2 separate regions of the Ovis aries genome follow, and region 1 is linked to region 2. The links are chromatin contacts, called in public Hi-C maps. All regions are on one chromosome and are shown on one strand. The core of a region is the stretch at or near the end of the contact, and the rest is flanking DNA. Distances in the headings are between cores, read along the strand shown.

Region 1 (5,699 bases), core at 1,909-4,408, 110 kb after region 2:
AGTAACGAACAGGCCAGGGCTTTGTATCTGGAATAAAGTCCAGGCTATCATCCCGATAGCAGAAAGGTCTCCTTTCTTAATCTGTATCCTTGGAGGGCTTCTGGACCAAGGTTTCTAAACTGTGGCTTGAGAGACATGAATGGGTGTGACCAGAGTTTATATTTTTGCTTTTTCACATGTGAAGAGCAGGGTAGAGGAAGTCTGCTACGTGAGACCTCTGTACCTCGGTGGGGCTCTTCTCTCCACGTGCATGGGGCTGCCAGGTTGGTTGCACCTCTCTCCAGGGTCAGAGAGAAGTCTGAAAGCCATTATTCTAGGAAGAAAGGCTCTGAGCATTTTATCAAAGGAGATAAGCTCCTCTTGAGTGAAAATGATCAAACCTCCAAAAGTTACAAGGTTCTAGAGTCAGCCAGGATCTCTTCCGAAGATCTGCAGCAAGGACTCTAGCTGCATGTTCCTGCAATATCTGTGCTTCTCATTACCCGTGGAAGAGCTTCACCATTTCTCTTAGAGGAGTTGAAACTATACCCTGGGGCGTCACTGAGGAGCACAGTTTCTGTCTTCCCTCCCAGGAAGCGTTTGTTGAGGACTGGCGAAGGTCACCCAGGGTTGAAGTCATCCAGCCTGCTGGCTTCTGTGAGAGGCTGGTGCACAGTGCCCCGACACAGAGCCTGCCCCTGGGAGATGCGGGCTCAGGAGGAGACAGCTGGAGGAATAGGTGTCAGCCGGAGGAAGAGGCCTGGATATTCCCCCACACTCCCCTCCATGTGTCCATCTTCCTTCCCCACCTCCTTGCAGATCCTTTCTGTACCAGACAGCCCAGCTCTGGAAGAGCCAGGGCCACGTCACTTCCTGCCCCATACATCGCTTCTATATGCCTTCCTAGTAATCCCTCATCCTTGGCCCTCTGTTCTGTTTACTTTCTACACTGGGAGGACTTGGCTGAGCTCATCATCTATTCTCGCGTTCTTCCCCTGCTCTGTGAGCCTAGCTTCCTATCACCCTCATCCGAGCTTGCATATTGCCTTTTCAGGGACCCTTTTCCTCCCATCAGGCCTGAGTCCTGTTCCCCCTCATTGTTTCTTTCTCCTGTTGGTTGCCTTCCCCACTGTTCTGCTTGTCTATTGCTGCTTGAGCTTTCCTGGTGGCTCAGACGGTAAAGAATCTGCAGGAGACCCAAGTTCAGTCCCTGTATTGGGAAGATCCTCTGGAGAAGGGAATGATTACTCACTCCAGTATTCTTGCCTGGAGAATCTCATGGACAGAGGAGCCTGGTGGCTACAGTCCATGGAATCACAAAGAGTCGGACACGGCTGAGCAACTAACACTTCCACTTTTCATTATTGCTGCCTAAACATGTACTGCAAAATTTAATGGTTTAAAATGGCAAAGTTACTCTGTGCCAGGGTGCTGTGGCCCAGCTGCCCTTGCTAGAGTTTCTGATGTGGTTGTAATCAGATGGTGCCCAGGCCTCTGGTCACCTGAGGGCTCCATGAAGGGGATGATGCCTTAGTCCACAAGCCGGGGGAAGGGGTTGGTGGTCAGCTGTTAGCTCCCACCCACATGTGATCTCTCTCTGTGACTTTGGCTTCTCACAGCCTGGCGGCCAAGTCCCAAGAGCCAGCATCCCATGAGCCTGGGGCAGCTGGAAGCCCTCTTCTGACCTCACTTCTACTGGATGAGCAAGTCACTGAGGCCAGGCCGGGTGCCATTGCAGAGGATTAGAACCCTGGCTGGGGACTGCCAGGCCCCACTGCCTAAGAGTGGTGGTGGGTTGTGAGCTGTTGTTTAGCCATCTTTGGAAAATACAACCTGTCACTGTGCCGATCACTGTTTTCATTTCTTTCTTTTCTTGCCCATCCCAGTGGGTTGGAGGCTCCTGGAAAGCAGGGTTCCCACACCTGGACATTCATGCTAAAATGAAAAAAACAAACAAACAAACAACTCCCTGTTGCATTTTGAAAGGAAGATAAAACTCTGATTAATGTCAAAGGAATAACATTTTAAAAGAGGAAGTACAGGCATAATTAACTGGGATTTCTGCTAAACAGGGGCCAAATAGTTAAGGGCCAGCACTCCTTTGCTCTCATCCATTCATTCTTTGTTATTTAATTAAAAAGATATGATGTAACATTTCCATGATTTGCCAGAAACAGCCCTAGGTGCTGGGGACTGAAAAACACTTAAAAGCGACACCTCTGTGTTCTCAGGGGTGAATTTCCTTGTGTTCTCATGGCAGTAATGTTTCTTGTCTGTTATTGCTCCATGCCAGGCATTGTGGCAAGACTCCCACACACACATGGATCTGCTGAATTTTTACAACTGTGTGGGGTGCAACAGTCCCACTTCACAAATGCGGACTCAGGTTTAAAGAGGCTAAGTGGCAGCCTTATTATCTACAGCTCGTGTTCTTCACCATATTTTGTGATTGGCCCCCATAACCCTGTGTGATTGTGTCATGGGCCCCCATCACCCTGTATGATTGTAAGATGAGCCCCATCACCCTGTATAGTTGGGTCATGGGCCCCCATTACCCTGTATGATTGCATCAGTGGCCCTCATCACCCTGTATGATTGTATCAGGGGTCCCCATCACCATGTATGGGTGTGTGAATGGGCCCTATAATTAAATGTGTGTGCCCAGGTTGCATGTCCTAAGCTACTGCTCCAGGCTGTGTACACCAAAGCAGCAAGGCTGGGAAGAAGGAAGTGAGCAGGGCCCAGAGGGTGGCTGGGGGGTCCTGTGGGTAGGTGGTCCAAGGCAGTCTCATCTCCTCCCAACACGAAAGAGTCTGGAAATGAAGCCTGGCCCAGGGCCACGAAGGCATCAGGCTCTCAAGGGATTTGTATAGAGCTAAACTGTGTGGTGCCAAGTTTGTTTATTCTTGGCTGAAATGACTTCCTTTTTTTCTGAAAAAAAAAGAGGCCCATGACAGACATGAAATATTTCTTGCAAACAACTCAGTGCTGTGCTCAGGCCCAGTGACTCAATGCCATGTGGATTATATTTCCTATAAAATGCTCCAGGGGTGACAAATCAAGGGGAAAAGTGTTGGACAGGAGACTTTTGGAAGTGGGTTGTCCCCAGTGTAGACATGTTATTTCCCCACACTCTTTCCTGTGGAGACAGTGGCAGAGCGAGAGGGAGGCAGGGTGGGACAGTGTGAGGCAATGCCTCCCGCCTGTGCTCTGGGGACCTGGGGCGTCTGCACAAATGTGAGGGCTTAGCACTGCTTCTTGAAGCATTTCTTTGCTTGGTGGGTGTGTCAGCTTTTTCACTCAGGGCAGCTTAAATGGCAGAAACTTACTGTCTCATTTCTGGAGGCTGGAAGTCTGGGTCAAGGTGCCAGTGGCTGGTTCCTTGTAGGCTGTGAGGGAGACTCTGTTCCAGTTCCAGGAACTTGCTGATCCTTGGCTTGTAGACATATCATCTTAATCTCTTCCTTCACATTCACACGGCATCTCCTTGTGTGGGGGTGTGTTGCTGGGTCCAAATGTCCCCTTTTAGCATGAGGACCCAGTCATATTGGACTAGAGCCCACCCTAATGACCTCATCTTAACGTGATTAATAGCAAAGACCCTATTTTCAAAGATCAGTTCACAGGTCCTGGGAGTTAGAATTTGAACAGATCATTTTGGGGAAACACAACTCAATATATCCCAGAGGTTGTTTGAAGGTTTTCCTCTTAGGACGTTCCTGGTGGTCTAGTGGTTAAGAATTTGCCTTTCAGTGCAGGGGTCGGGGGTTTGATTCCTTGTTTGGGGAACTGAGACCCTACACGATGCAGGGAAACTAAGCCTACTCTCCGCAAGTCTTGAGCCTGCAAGCTCTAAAGCCTGTGCACCACAACTAGCGTGTCCACGCCCTGCAGCGAAAGATAGTGAACGCTGCTCTGATGATGCCACGTGTTGCAACTACGACCCAACACAGCCAAATAAATCACTAACGAAACATTAAGAATTGTTCCCCTCTCTTCTCTGTCCCTTCTCTTTCCTCCACCCACCCTGCTCATAAAAACGCCCTCACCACATGTATCAGGATACAGGCTGAGTTGCTCTAGCAAAAGGAACCCCCGCTAGACTAGTACAGCTTTCTTCCCCTCTTGTGGCACAGGGCAGAGGCAGTGGCATGGGCCAGCAAGGAAATTTGCTCTCTGGGGTCACCAGGGATATCAGACTCCTTCCTTTTTCCTAAGGAAAACCTTCGCAACAAGGCGCCTGCCTCAGTGTCCCCTGGATGGCTTCCTAAAACAGACTGTTGGGCTCCCCTTGAGGTCCACGTTGTGTGCTCATACCCTTCTGCCTTTGCAGACAGGTGGAATTGACTGCGGGCTTCTGTCTTCTAGCTGGCCTGCCCTCTAGGACTGGCACGCTTGGGAATCTGCAAGCCCAGCTCCCTGCCACAAATCAGAAACCACGTTTATGCATATTTATGAACTTACACACACGCATACATACATTTGTATCTATACTACATTAAAAAATGCTTGCACATAGGCTGGGTTAATGCCATTGAATGTCCCTGTTATTCTTTTAAGGAAGTCTGTACTGTTCAGACAGCAACGTCACAGAGCCTTGGACCTTCTCAATCCATCAGAGCCGTCTGCATGACCTTACATGTAACAGAGGTTCTGCGGTGCCGTCTCTGGAAGTCCACACTACAAGAAGGGCAGACAGACTGACCTTTGGGGAACTGTGAGGGCTCCCTGGGTGTGCCCCACTTCTCTGCTGCTTGTGACCATGACTCCTCTTCTGTGTGTCCCCAGTATATAGCCATCCATGTTTGCCTGTTGCTTGAGGACCAACCATCCCCTTAGATGTTTGCTTCAACCACATTTAGGGAACAAAGGGCCTTGCCTCCTGCTGGGGTCTTTTCTGGAGGCCTGGAGTGGGTGGAGACCCTTCAGCAGCCTTTCTCCCTCGCTCAGATAAAGGTTGGTACCCCGGTCTAGCTCCCAGACATCAACTGGCCCTTTTTAGCATGCTGGTGGTTCAGACAGTAAAGAATGTGCCTATTGCACAGGAGCCCCGGGTTTGATCCCTGGATTGTAAAGATCCCCAGAGAAGGAAATGGCAAACTGCTCCAGTATTCTTGCCTGGAAAAGCCCATAGATAAAGGAGCCTGGTGGGCTATAGTCCACGGGGTTGCAAAGAGTCAGACACGACTGAGCAGCTAACACACACACACACACACACACACACACACACACACACACACACACACACGCTTAATCTGGAAAACAGCCTGAGGCCCAAACTGTGATAGTGCTTTGCTGGGATTGCAAACTGGAAAGCAGGATAAAGGAGGGAAGTGACTGAAGATAGCTGGGATGGAGAGTAAATGCTGGGGTACCGGCCTCACCAGCCACAGCTTCATCACTAGCACCACCGCCTGCTCCCTCTTGAGGACTGACAGCAGGGGCTTTCAGAATGGTCTGTGGTCATTTAGGGCAGAGGAAGGAGAGAATTCTCTGCCTCTTGTCTCTCCAAGGTGAACACCTCTCCCACTGCATCCTCCCTCATCCCCTCCTCCCTCCTATCCCCTCTTTCCCCCACTCCCTGCACCAGTATGGACCTCTACTGTCCTTATGGGGAGTTGGAGCCACAGGTTCAGCCTGGTCAAGGTACCAGTATCAGTGGGTAGATGACCCATTGCTGCCAGTGAACTCATGCATGGGGCCCCCAGATATGCAGTGAT
Region 2 (5,394 bases), core at 1,081-3,580:
TACACATCTGAGCAACTGAGCATGCAGTGGGCAGTAAAGAAAGAAAGGAAATGGCAGCAAAGGAAAGCCACAGGATGCCAGCAATGGGGAGGGAGCAATTAGAAAACAATATAATGGCTACCGGGGGTGGGGGCGTGTGAGGGGGAGGGATAGGTTGGGAGGCTAGGATTGACCTATACGTGCTACTACATAAAACAGATGACTAATAAGAACTTTTTGCGTAGAACAGAGAACTCTACTTAATACTCTGCTATGACCTACATGGGAAAAGAGTCTAAAAAAGAGTGGATGTGTGGTGTATATGTATAACTGATTCACTGTTGTGTACACCTGTAACGCTGAAGATCAACTGCCCTTCAGTGGGGGGGCGGGGGGCGGGGGGCGGGGAAGACACCTCGGATTTCAGCGATGTTAGGTGAGCAAACACTCAATTGGCATCTGGGAAGTGTTCCGCTCTCTCAGCTGTCCTCTGCCAGCTGGCCACCGGGGGGCGCAAGAAGCCAGTGCACTCCGTTGTCTTCCTTATTTCCTGTCTTGCCGCAGAGTCGGGACTCCCAGCACACCCAACAGCCCCTGCACCCGCTATAGCTGTCCTGCCCAGTCTCAAAAACCTCACCTAGTAAGGGTTAAGGCTGGGTGGCGGAGACAGAATGCACCTCAGTGCACATAGAGAGATGCAGGCACCAAAAATTATAAGCTCAGTGAGCAAACTTTCTGGAAGTGTCAACTTCCCTGGTGGCTCAGATAGTAAAGAATCTGCCTGCAATGCGGGAGACCCAGGTTCCATCCCTGGGTCGGGAAGATCCCCTGGAGGAGGGCATGACAACCCACTCTGGTATCCTTGCCTGGAGAATCCCATGGAGAGAGGAGTCTGGCTGTAGAGTCCATGGGGTTGCAAAGAGTCGGACACCACTGAGTAACTAACATTCATTACACAGGTCCAAAATGGCCCCGGCCAAGCAATGTCTATTAAACGCTCTCAAGCTCTCATTTAGTATTATTTCTCTATTCCTGGAAAACAAGCTTTTAATACATGCATACTTAGGTCAAAATTTTTCAAAATAGCTTGCCAAATATAGGCTTTTCTTCCGTCAGTACTGGATTGGAGTCTCCTTTTGTCTTCATCTGGGTTTTGCAGTTTTTGACTTCCATTAATATGTAGCTTAGATGGGGCTCAGCTGACTCTACCTGGGCCCCTCCTTGATCAGAGGGCCAAAGGCCAAGTCCCCACAGTATGTCAATGGAAGTGCGGGGGAGAGGTGCTCAGGAACTTTCCCGTCGGCCTGTAGATGGCGCCCCGGGAAAGGGATTCCAAGCGTAGTTCCCAAAGTTCTTGGGGTCCCCACCCGGCTGCGAAGAAGGTGCAGCAGCCAGGTGTTCCTTCCAACTTCCACGGCTGCTCCGCACGTGCGCTAGAACCTTTTGGGGCGGAATTTCATGCAAACGTGTGGTGGGTGCAGCGGGGCCGGTGCAGGGGGCGCGCATTGAGGAGCGCAGGAGCCCCACGCGGCCGCGACCCACCACGCGCCGAGCAGCCCGGTGACCCCCACGCGCGGCGGGGCTCTCCCACCCCACCCAGCGGCAGGTGGACAGTGTCGCTATGAAGAGAAAGCTTCAATTGTCCCTCCTACAAACCGCCACACGCCAGACCTCTGCTATTGTGCACCCGGCATAGAAATGCAAACGAGCCGCGTGTTCCGGCCGCAATCTGCTTGCGCGCCCTGGCGCCCCGCAGCGCTTAGTAGCGGGCCGGGAGATTGGCTAGACTTTGCAGCGCGACCGGGTCCGGGTCTTGATTGTGCTAGAAGAACCTCGCGCTCGGGGCTCTGGTGTCAGCTGGAGAGGGCTGCTTTCAGGCCTTTAGCTAGCTTAGCCAGCGCAGCCTGTTTTTTAAGTTCCGGTTTAGAAGAAATGGTTTCAGAAACTCCAAATTAAAAGTGAAGAAAAAAATAGAAAAGGTAGCAAGAAAAATAAATGCAAAAAAAATATTCATTAGATTTCCCCAAAGGTGCATTTCACAAATTGCAGCGTACTGTTAACAAGTGAGGGTTTTTTCCCCCCGTAACTTTTTCCTTTTAAGGACTTAAAAAAAAAAGGCGAGATGAAATCTGCAGGCTCCAGTCTGCCTGGTAACACCCCGACAAAAGCGGCAGATTTGAGGCATTGTCATCCCCCGCACCCCTCCCCACGTGGCCTTCTGGCACGAGCCGCGGGCAGCCGCCTCATTTGCATCAGAAAGCGGGCGCGGGCCAATGGGCTCGCAGGCTCGCGCCAGCTGGCGGCGCCACCCGGCTCAGCCTATATAAGGGCGCAAGGCGGCGCTCCGGCTTACTCGCCGGCAGCGGGCTCACCAGGCTTGCTCGCAGACTTTCCTTCTTCGCTCGCGTCTGCTCCGCCCTCTGTTCTTGTGGATAACTTGCTGCTCGCAGATCGCAATATGACTCTGGAAGAAGTTCGTGGCCAGGACACGGTTCCAGAAAGCACAGCCAGGTAGGTCGGCGCCTAACTCCGGACGTCTCGGGGCGCGCGGGGACCCTCGTCCTGCCCTGGCCGCGCTGGTTGGGCGATAGTCTTTGGGGCCCGCCTGGGTGGAAACCGGCTGGGTTGGGAACCCGCTGGGTGGAAGCCGGGCGCGAGTGTGCCGGCTGGGCCGAAGGTGCGGCCGCCTGGGCTGGCGCGCCGGGCTGGGGCGCTGGGGGTGCGTCTCCGGGTCCAGGGATCTCAGGGCACCCTCCGGCTCACCGTGCTGGCTTGTCCACAGGATGCAGGGCGCCGGGAAAGCGTTGCACGAGCTGCTGTTGTCTGCGCAGCGCCAAGGCTGCCTCACGGCCGGCGTCTACGAGTCAGCCAAAGTCCTGAACGTGTGAGTATCAAACGCGGCCCGTGGGAGGAGCGGCAGGGAGACCGGGGAGACAGTGGCTGGGGGCGCCCCTGGCTCCTCGACCTGATCTCACCACCTCTTGCTCGCCCGCGTAGGGACCCCGACAATGTGACCTTCTGCGTGCTTGCCGCTGACGAGGAGGACGAGGGCGATATCGCGCTGCAGATCCACTTCACTTTGATCCAAGCGTTCTGCTGTGAGAACGACATAGACATCGTGCGCGTGGGCGACGTGCAGCGGCTGGCGGCGATCGTGGGTACCGGTGACGAGTCGGGGGCACCTGGAGACCTGCACTGTATCCTCATTTCGGTGAGTGTCGCCTCCGTGCCGATGTGATCCCTGCCCCCTCGCTCTCCCGTCAGCAGCCAGTGCCCAGCCAGGCTGACCTCTGCGTTCTCTCTGCAGAACCCCAATGAGGACGCATGGAAGGACCCCGCCTTGGAGAAGCTTAGCCTGTTCTGCGAGGAGAGCCGCAGCGTCAACGACTGGGTGCCCAATATTACCCTTCCCGAGTGACAGCCCCGTGGGGATCCTTGGTTTGATCGACGTGGTGACGCCCCGGGGCGCCTAGCGCGGGGCTGGCTCTGTGGATGCGCCCTCGGAGGGCGCCGGAGTGCGGCGTGGAGACTGGCAGGCGGGGGCGCGTGGAGAGCGGCGAGGAGGTGCGGTTCCCTCCCGAGGAGGGGCCCGGCGGCGACAGGGGCAGGCTGGCCCCAACCCAGGACTCTACAAGTGTGGGGAGCGGCTGCTCGCCCAGGAAGGCCGGAGGCGGGACCTTGGCCGCGCGGCCGGGAAGGACAGACTGGCCGGGCAGGCGTGACTCAGCAGCCTGTACTCCCGGCAGAAAGGAGGGGAAAGGCAAGTCCAGGCGGCTTGGACTTGTACGGTTACAGGAGCTCTGACGGACTTGAGCAGTATGCACTGCTGTTTTCAAAACGGATACGGGCGATGCTTCATTTTCTAAAGGATTATGCTGCTGCAGCTTTGAGTTTTACAATAAACTTAACTGAAACAAACGTACTCTCTTTATTGAGGGCAGGGTATCTTTGTCTGTGGGGGAGGTGGTCAGCGGGACTGCTGCTGATTTCTGAAATTTACGGAACTCCATGGCACCTGTTCCATCTTCCTGTTGGCGCTGAATGGCAGGCTCCTGGGGTGCTGGAAGTGGGGGAGGGGACGCTGGCTGGGTGTTAGGGCAGAACTTGAGCCCTGCTCCTATTTCTCTCCCTTCAGGAAAATTTTTAAACTTGCAAGACAGGAGCATACTTGGGATAAGACATCAGTGCAGCAGCTGGCCATCCAACCCGATAGCAGAGACCTTTCCCTCCCCTCCCCCTTCTTTCCTCTCCACCCCCTCCCTTCCAACAGCTGCTTATGGGAACAGCTTGCAGGATGCAGGCAGCTCCTTCCTGCACAATGAGCATTGCCTTCTGCAGGCACTGCCCTTTGTGGTCTCTGAGGATGGTGGCAGACTGCTGTCAGGAACCATTTCCCCTTAAAGGAATGGCACTTACGGCAATGTCACCAGGGTATTAATATCGCATATGACATGACTGCATTTAAGTGTGAGTCATCATTTTGTCATGACTGTGATAGATCTTAAGATCTGAGCAAAAATGGCAAGGGAGTGTCTGCACAAATAGGCGTAAGCAATTCTGAGTGGGGCCAGCATCTGCTATCTACTATTTTGAGTGTTCTCTGCCCACATCAGAGTTATGAGGACTGCTACTATTCACAGCAGCATTGAGAGACTTACAGAAGAAAAATAATTCAAATCTTTTGGGCAAAGTCTTAAGAAGGATGTAGGAGGAAATGTACTGAGTGAATCAAACTTTTTATATTATTAAACTGATATCTTGCTTTCATGCTGCTGCCTGATTGTACTGCTTTTGGCGGGGGAATATACATGGAACTGCATTGCTGTTAGCAAGCTGCCCAGTGGTCCGCCATGCCTTCCAGGCAAAGGAGGGTTAGTGTACTTTCTCAGCAGTTCCAGGCAGCTGATTTGCCTTGTCGTGTGCCACTTCACTCCATATCCTGAAAGAATTAAAAGAGCTGTACGAGCCTAATGATTTCTGCTGCAAGGAAAGCATCTTCGTTTCACATTTATTAGCTCTTGAAAATATTTCTCCCTTGATTAGACAGAAGCTCAGTGAAATAATTCAGCTGTGTTTGTGCCAAAGTTTCATTACTGCTTCACCCACTGCTGCTCAAAACCTTGAGTTTCCCTAGTTGAGGTGGAGCCCCGCAGGGTGGGGGTCTACAGCAGTCTGCCTTTCTGGGCTCACAACCATTTGCCACAGCATGCTATAGTAAACACAAACGGAGCACGATTCGTTTAAAATGTACCCTTCAATGAGTAGATCCAGCAGCATATTGCATAGGACAGGCAGCAGATCCTCCCACTGGCCCACTGACCCTTGTAGAACATTCAGTTGGCAGATCTGCAAAAGACTTGATTTTGTGGATTAGAATTTACAGCAAGGGCACCTGTTGGAGCCCTTAGGGGCTAG

What was found. Hi-C and Micro-C count contacts between places; a contact is called where the count stands out from the background.
Region 1: a contact with region 2 is called in a Hi-C map of tail adipose tissue, with 2.8 times the contacts expected there. The contact joins the enhancer-like site here to the promoter of GADD45G in region 2. A contact is called at or near these places in 3 of 16 Hi-C or Micro-C datasets (omental adipose tissue, retroperitoneal adipose tissue and tail adipose tissue).

Annotation. Positions count from the first base shown.
Region 1 is chr2:24,502,698-24,508,396 of ARS-UI_Ramb_v3.0, forward strand. The region is part of intron 1 of LOC132659284 (a long non-coding RNA gene); the gene reads left to right. Among named protein-coding and RNA genes, the nearest start is that of GADD45G, 110 kb to the left of the region's middle. Within about 2 kb of position 3,159, at least 9 of the 54 cell types and tissues checked have an H3K27ac peak or open chromatin away from gene starts, as enhancers often do. A contact at or near this core is called in tail adipose tissue, where this site is marked.
Region 2 is chr2:24,392,861-24,398,254 of ARS-UI_Ramb_v3.0, forward strand. GADD45G (growth arrest and DNA damage inducible gamma) reads left to right here and starts at 2,331. Exons shown (of 4, transcript XM_015093022.3): 1 at 2,331-2,490; 2 at 2,762-2,863; 3 at 2,977-3,190; 4 at 3,287-3,897. The coding sequence starts at 2,438. The coding sequence ends at 3,397.